2 separate regions of the Cyprinus carpio genome follow, and region 2 is linked to region 1. A link is a contact called in public Hi-C data. All regions are on one chromosome and are shown on one strand. The core of a region is the stretch at or near the end of the contact, and the rest is flanking DNA. Distances in the headings are between cores, read along the strand shown. Region 1 holds the start of LOC109058280 (polycomb protein suz12-A). Region 2 holds the start of LOC122134223 (E3 ubiquitin-protein ligase RBBP6-like).

Region 1 (3,665 bases), core at 341-2,840:
TCTGTGTGCCATATATGTAAGAGATCTGTGCAGGAAGATTGGCTGAAAGAACAGAAAAAAAGAAAGATACAACCAGTTAAGTCTATTGTTATGGCAGCCTTGTACAGTTAGTTCACGTCTAAATGAGAACGGCATGTCACTTCATCATGATCATGGTCTACTTACTGCTATGAGATTCCTCGTGCGAAGAAATCGGTATATTTGAGTTGGCTCTGTGAACAGAAATGCAGTAGTATCATGCACACCGATGTTGCCAGAATGAGACACGCATTTGGTAAAAAAACAAAGACACTACTATTTTAGATACACATCGAGCAAGTGTCTATACAATTAAACCTATTTTTTATACAATGACACCCTTACACATGAATCAAGGTGGCAGTTTGGAAAGTACACTACTTGTCTGAGCTAGTGTAGAAAAACTGCAGAGAGGTTTTCAAGGGGTTTGTGCTTTTCACGACTGTTGTCCATTGCTCTTCTATGACAGCAAGCCCCCAATGTCATATTAAAATAATAAAACACATAAAAGCACCACAAAGCACGTGTCATCTCTTGATGCACGTGTCCAATTTTCATATAGGATGTGGCCTAGACAATTAATACGTGTCTAAATCCCTCTACCGTGGGTAAAAAACACGACATGCGACTTTTATCGTGAACTATCCGGCTTATTTAAGCATTCTGCGAACTACTGCACACAGTTTACCAGGTAACCTTAACGTTAAAGTTAGTATTGCTGTTTAGCCCTTCAGCTAAGAGTATGGGTCGTGAAGCAATCGGATACTGGCAAGTGTGCTCGAAAAACAGCAATTTGTTGTACATACAAAGAGACTATGGGGAAAAGTTGGATTCGCGAGCAACTTACTCTCGAAGGCTTGCAGGAAGAGTTCGTGGTCGGCTTGGACCTGCTCCATCTTGGGTCGCTTGGCTGAAGTCATCACAACACCGGACGATACGTGCGCTCCTCCATTAGCCGCTTTGCTCGTGTTGTTGCCGTAAAAACCATTTCCACCAGATCCGTGCTTCTGTGGAGCCATCCTAATATAGCGTTCGCGCTCGAATGAGACGTTTGAAACGGAACTCCGGTGGATTCAGCCGAGTCTTGGGCCCGAACAAAGGGAGAGCAGCCGAGACCGGTTCGCCCCCTCGACAGAGTAACAGTTAACATAAACGAGCCGGCACTTCAGTTTGTTTTACAGACCGGATGGAATTCGCGACAACGTCTCGTCAGCGTGTAGAATCGAGCGCGTCGCGAGCTCTTACCGGATCATGTGTGATCTGGATTCCACGCGATACTAAGCGCTGACTACAACACAAAAACCCACCGCGGCAAAAAAAAAGTATGCTTACTGATGAGTGGTCCGCTGTTCTGTCGTTACGAGAACACCGCTGCTGTTTACTTATTAGGACTAACGTATACAAGTAAGCCGAGAAGCCTTCCGTCCTATTAGAAACAGCCTGAATCGAAAGTGCTTGAATATTACCCGCCCTCTGTCTTGAATGTATTCCACACAGCTGATAAAACCTCGAGTTTGAACATTGAGTCAAGTTCGGTAGAGAGTGTGCTGACTGAGAGCTCGCGCAGCCTTCCGTTTCGCTTATTATTTTTTTCGCGGGAAATTCGTTTTTTTTTTTTTTTTTAAATATAAAGAATGTAGTCAGGAAAAGCGCAGGGTGTGTGAAATAAAATGCCGAGCCCCTAGCTGTTTTTGAAAATGTTATCGGACGTTTGTTTGTTTGTTGTCATTTTTAGACAACAGAAAAGTAACGTTAGTAGCCTATACTTTGTGTTTAGGGGCTCTCGATATATTTATTTCAGTTAACTTTAATAAACACCGATTCCTGATCATTCGTGACTGAATCAAACAAGTGGGGCGATTGCTATGCATTGCTTTAGAAAACGACTTTGAAACGCCCTGCTTCTCAGTACAGTTTTTAATGTGATCACACGTTCAACTCAGTTGTGTGGACTGACATATATATGAGCTATCTACTTTGATAGCACGTCAAAGACAAGACAAACATATTATGCTTATATTACATAATAGCTCCTGAGACCCAGGCATAGACTTTTGTCTTCTGTAGAGGACACTGTATTTTAGTGAATTTCTCCGAGACAATACATGCCACGGTGTTCAGTCTGTACAGAGCATATTCAGGGCTTTTTAGAGATATCAGAGGTTTGATCATAAACACTCCCTCTCCTTGTTCTTTAAATATGACTGAACTTTAACAGAATGACCAAATTTAACACTCTGAGGGAAATATGATACATAGAATAAAATGTGAAATATCTTTTTTTTGTTTTTGTTTTTTAATGTTTTATCTCCATTTGCTTCTTATGCTCCGATCAATGTAATGACTTTTAAAAAACAACAAAGTTACATTTTTATATTTATTTATTTATTTATTTTTGGTTCTCGGGAATATATAATGGCCTTTTATTCCCAATAAAGAGTGTAATAAAAATAATAAAATATTAATAAAATAATAAATAATAAAATATTATTTCTAGGGAATCTATAGCCTAACACTAGATTTTTATTTTAATCTTTTTTATTACATCTACCTTTGAAGTCTATTCAACCTGTATTGCATTAAAATCTATGGTTCAAATAGATTGATATATGCTTCGGACTCTATCAAATACTATGGAGAAATGCCATTGGTGTAAAATAATGTGAATGTGTTACTTTACAAATACAGCATACAGATACATAGACTCGGGAAATATTTTTGCTTGCTGGATCTGTACTTTGTAACTGTAATTTCTAATGACACGCATTTTGCGAACGTTTATTGGCTGATGTGGGAGATATAGTTGTTGTACTTTTAATTTGAAGTGTTGTAGACTTTTTTTTTATTTGAATCGTTACACATCCGGGAAACCTCCGAGCTAACGTCTACCGGATGTGTCCAATTTAGCAGAGGGAATAAAAAAGACTTGGATCGTTAGAGTGCTTCTATAATATGTATAAAGACGATGCATGGACTCATATGAGAGAATTAATCAACGAAAAATTAAAATCAATCGTTAAATTTTTATTTTTATTTGGTCGATATTTCACCAAATAACGTAATTTACGCGCGGTTGGCCATTGGGCGCGGTGGCCAAGTGGTAAGGCGTCGGTCTCGTAAACCGAAGATCGCGGGTTCGAACCCCGTCCGTGCCTCGGACAATGGGAAAAAGACACTTTTGCAAAAGGAAAAAGAAAAGGTCTAATTAATAAAATCACATAAAAATAGCAATGTTTTCCTATATTCTTAGGCTACTACACCACTGCAAGTTTAGTTTCAGAAGTAGAAAATAGAAAGCTTGAATCTTGAATCCATTTTATTACCTTTGGTATGACCTGAACATTGTAGTCTATAGTTGTCCTCTGTGTAAGTTTGAAATGAAAACTATGATTAATATACTAAAACATAAAAGTGCAAACACTTATAATAGAGAATTGTGAGTTATTAATTATTTATGTCCTGTAATATATATATATATATATATATATATATATATATATATATATATATATATTTACAAACCCGATTCCAAAAAAGTTGGGACACTGTACGAATCTTGAGTTAAAAATGAATGGAATAATTTACAAATCTCATAAACTTATATTTTATTCACAATAGAATATAGATAACATATCAAATGTTGAAAA
Region 2 (3,665 bases), core at 606-3,105, 230 kb before region 1:
AATTTGTAAATATAGACAGCCATCTGGTGGCCATAAATCATAAGTCCTCAAAAACAAAGTGTAGGCCTCCGAAATAATGTAAATTGGAGAAGGTTTGGTTATTATCATACAAATATCTTATAGTAAATATGCTATAATTAAAGGAATTTCGTGTAAATTAATTCACGAAATAATTACCAATTAAACTTAAAAGTAATTATTAAATACCAAACAAATAATCACCAAAAGAACAAAGTGTGACCTTTTTTGTAAGACAGCTGTAAATGACACTGTCATTTTATCAAAACATTTTGGCCAATCATTTTTGATTCATGCACTTTTATAATTTTTTTGGGGGGGCTTTGATGACCGATGTAAGGAAAAGCAATATTATCATATTTATTTTTTATTATTATTAAATATTTTATTAATCCTTCACAGTAAATTATATTGTTACAGCAGAAGCCACAATTCAGTCCTTGCACACAGACATATCTACCTAACTAAACACCTAAAAGGGAATCTTACACTAAAAAGAAAACATAAAAACATGTAATACATTCCAAGACATAATACAAAAATAAATAAATAAATATATTAATAATTTATTATTACAGTTATTACACATTACCTGATAAAATACATTACACATTAAAGAGCCTTATAGCTGCAGGCAGGAATGATTTACCGTTCAGTCTTACAGTCTTTAATGTTATGCCTATTTATCTTTTAATACGTTTAGCAAAATTCCATAAAATGTAAATTCTCAACTAACAAAAAATTTTGGCTTTTGTTAATGAAACCAAGCAACCTGAAAACAATCACTGCATTTAAAACAATAAAAGTTTTGTGTAAACTATATATATATATATATGTATATATATAAAACCTATACTCCTGGGACCCATAGACTTTTGTTTTCTGTAGAGGACATTGTATTTTAGTGAATTTCTCCGAGACAATACATGCCACGGTGTTCAGTCTGTACAGAGCATATTCAGGGCTTTTTAGAGATATCAGATGTTTGGAGGTTTGATCATAAACACTCCCTCTCCTTGTTCTTTAAACATGACTGAACTTTAACAGAATGATCAAATTTAACACTCTAATGGAAATATGATAATGTTCTGTAATTAAATCTGGCTAATTTTGAAATTGTTTGTCATAAATAAATCTCAGAAAAATGTTATGAGGTTTCAAATCGGAATATGACTTTTTATGAAACAGGACATCATTTTTATGCATGTCTTCTGTAGAGGACACCAGGACAAACAACATGTTAATCAGGCATTATGGGGAGACACAACAAGTCAATAGAGAAAGAAATTATAGATCAATATTTCTATGACATTGAGATATTCTTATGAAAATGTTACTACTCCTATTAATACAACTCTTTTTTTTTTCATTATGGTTTGCCCCAAGAACATATTAATATGCAAATTAGATGCAATGTATAGATGCAATTTCTAGAATGGAAAAACAAATTTATGGCCATTTCATGAACATATTCCATAAAGTACAGTAGTGGGCTATATCAAATCATTCTTACATTCTCATTAACATAGTTGAGAGTCATCTTTGTACAAAGTTTGGATTAAAAAAAAATAGCCTGAAACCTAAACACTGATTGGTGAATGAAAAAATAAAACACTGGTTTTTCCTATAGGCTACATGCCTTTCATGTCTTGTGTATTTTTTATTATTTATTTATTTAGTTTTTTTTTTTTTTTACTTAGTCCTGGCGTCCTTCACAAATTTGTTTCTTATGCTCCAAGCAATGTAATAAAAAAAATAACAACAAATTCTTTTATTACTAACATCCCGCAACTGGTAGCATCTGCGCACGCGCACTCGTGGCTCCTCCTTCTTTGCCCCTGCGCTTCCAGCGGAAACCCCTTGAGTGCGTGGAGTCGTCGGGTTGTTTTCGCAACCGAATGTGGTCAGTACGTTGAAAGTGTGATTTAAACATCTCTGCGGTCGTCAGAGTTGAGGACGGAGCGACTGGATTACCGCGGCAGTATTTTGATAAAAGGAGAATCGTTCTGTATGCTGATTTTGTATTGGCGTTTTGTAATGGGTTTGCTTTAGTCTTTTGTTTTTGTATGTGTGAAGGACGCCATTTTGGGTTGATCACACTAGCTGCTAGCCACATTGTGTTTCAGGCCCTGCTTCAAACGACGTCGGTTGGGTTTTGTTGAATTTTGGACTGCACCGAACAAACATTCCGGAGGGACTTTGACGCGGACACTGGGGCGACGTATTTGACCGGACTCTACGGACACTGTTTGAACTCTGTATTTCTAAATCGGAGTTACGGACAGCTCACGGCTAACCGCCACACGGTTCTGGGACATTGAGAAACAGCAGGAGCGTTTCTGGCTTCTGCCGGGAAATCCCCGTGGACTTAGTCACTTGCGTCTTTGATCACAGTCTCTTTGAACACTTTTCAATCCGCAGTTATTCACGTGAGGCTAAATCCACACGACCTCCTTAGTGGTGGTGACTCTTAGTTTAAAAGAGTGTTGAGATGATGAGCAGACATGGCTGTTGTTCTTAAACTGTTAAGCTGATAAACTGACACTGAGTAAAGGGTGATCGCTGGGAGAGCCCACGCGGTCGTGCGCACTGTAACGTTAGTTGAGTTTGGTTGTGTGTGGTGGTGGTGTTTGACCACGAGGATTGTTTAAACATGTCTTGTGTCCATTACAAGTTCTCTTCTAAACTCAACTACGACACGGTCACCTTCGATGGCCTTCACATCACGCTCAGTGATCTGAAGCGCCAGATCATGGGCCGAGAAAAGCTGAAGGCCGCGGATTGCGACCTGCAGATCACCAACGCTCAGACTAAAGAAGGTAAGCTCGGCATAGAAGCGGTTTATACACTGTTTTAAAGGTGCTGTGAGTTAACAGAAACTAAAGTGTGTACGTGGCCTGAAAGAGTAGTTGTATGTGTTTGGGAAAAGGTGTTTATCGAGCTCGAAGCTAATCTTTGCTAACGTTAATGTGAAAAGGCTAAATCCTGATATCCCCGGCGTTGTCATTGTGTTACTCTAACGTCGAGTTTTGTTTGGCTAAGTCAGTTATGTTATGACTTATTATATTTGTGAATATTGCTTAAATGGAAACGTTTTTTTTTTGCCTGTACACTTGAGTAGTGAAAGTTAAATTTTTGTATGTAACGTTACGTGTGGTAGCGTTTCATACCTTTGAATATAGAGGACATGAACGGAAAATGTGTCACGTTGATTAATGGTCTTGTCATTCTTGCCTGTGTTTACAGAATACACTGATGATGGAGCCCTCATCCCCAAAAACTCGTCTGTTATCATCAGACGAATCCCTATTGGAGGGCTGAAGTCGACAAGCAAAACATATGTCATGTGAGTACATTAATACTTCAGCTCATTGTGAACATCTGCTGTGTGTTTGTATTTAGTTACATTTGAAGTATGTTATCAAATCAGAGCCTTTAGGTCTTATAAAACAACCCTATAAACAAAAATTGTCATTTACTTGTCCTAAAACTAATTCTAAAGTGTAAGATGTTTTTACGGTTCGTTATTCGCTAAGGATGTTCCCTTCTACTGAAGCTGTCCCATCTTATTTGCACTTCTGCATGTCTGAGCTTAATGTGCCATGATTGGACGCGAGAAACAATGATATTTTGAGTCTAGAGCCGCA

What was found. A called contact is a pair of places that touch in the nucleus more often than the background predicts.
Region 2: a contact with region 1 is called in a Hi-C map of liver, with 13 times the contacts expected there. The contact joins the promoter of LOC122134223 here to the promoter of LOC109058280 in region 1. A contact is called at or near these places in 5 of 8 Hi-C or Micro-C datasets (liver, red blood cells and skeletal muscle).

Annotation. Positions count from the first base shown.
Region 1 is chrA3:20,410,898-20,414,562 of ASM1834038v1, reverse strand. LOC109058280 (polycomb protein suz12-A) reads right to left here and starts at 1,590. Exons shown (of 16, transcript XM_019075493.2): 1 at 866-1,590; 2 at 166-212; 3 at 1-42. The coding sequence starts at 1,037. trnat-cgu (a tRNA gene) reads left to right here and starts at 3,102; the gene lies at 3,102-3,173.
Region 2 is chrA3:20,645,971-20,649,635 of ASM1834038v1, reverse strand. LOC122134223 (E3 ubiquitin-protein ligase RBBP6-like) reads left to right here and starts at 1,855. Exons shown (of 7, transcript XM_042722863.1): 1 at 1,855-2,837; 2 at 3,265-3,364. The coding sequence starts at 2,672.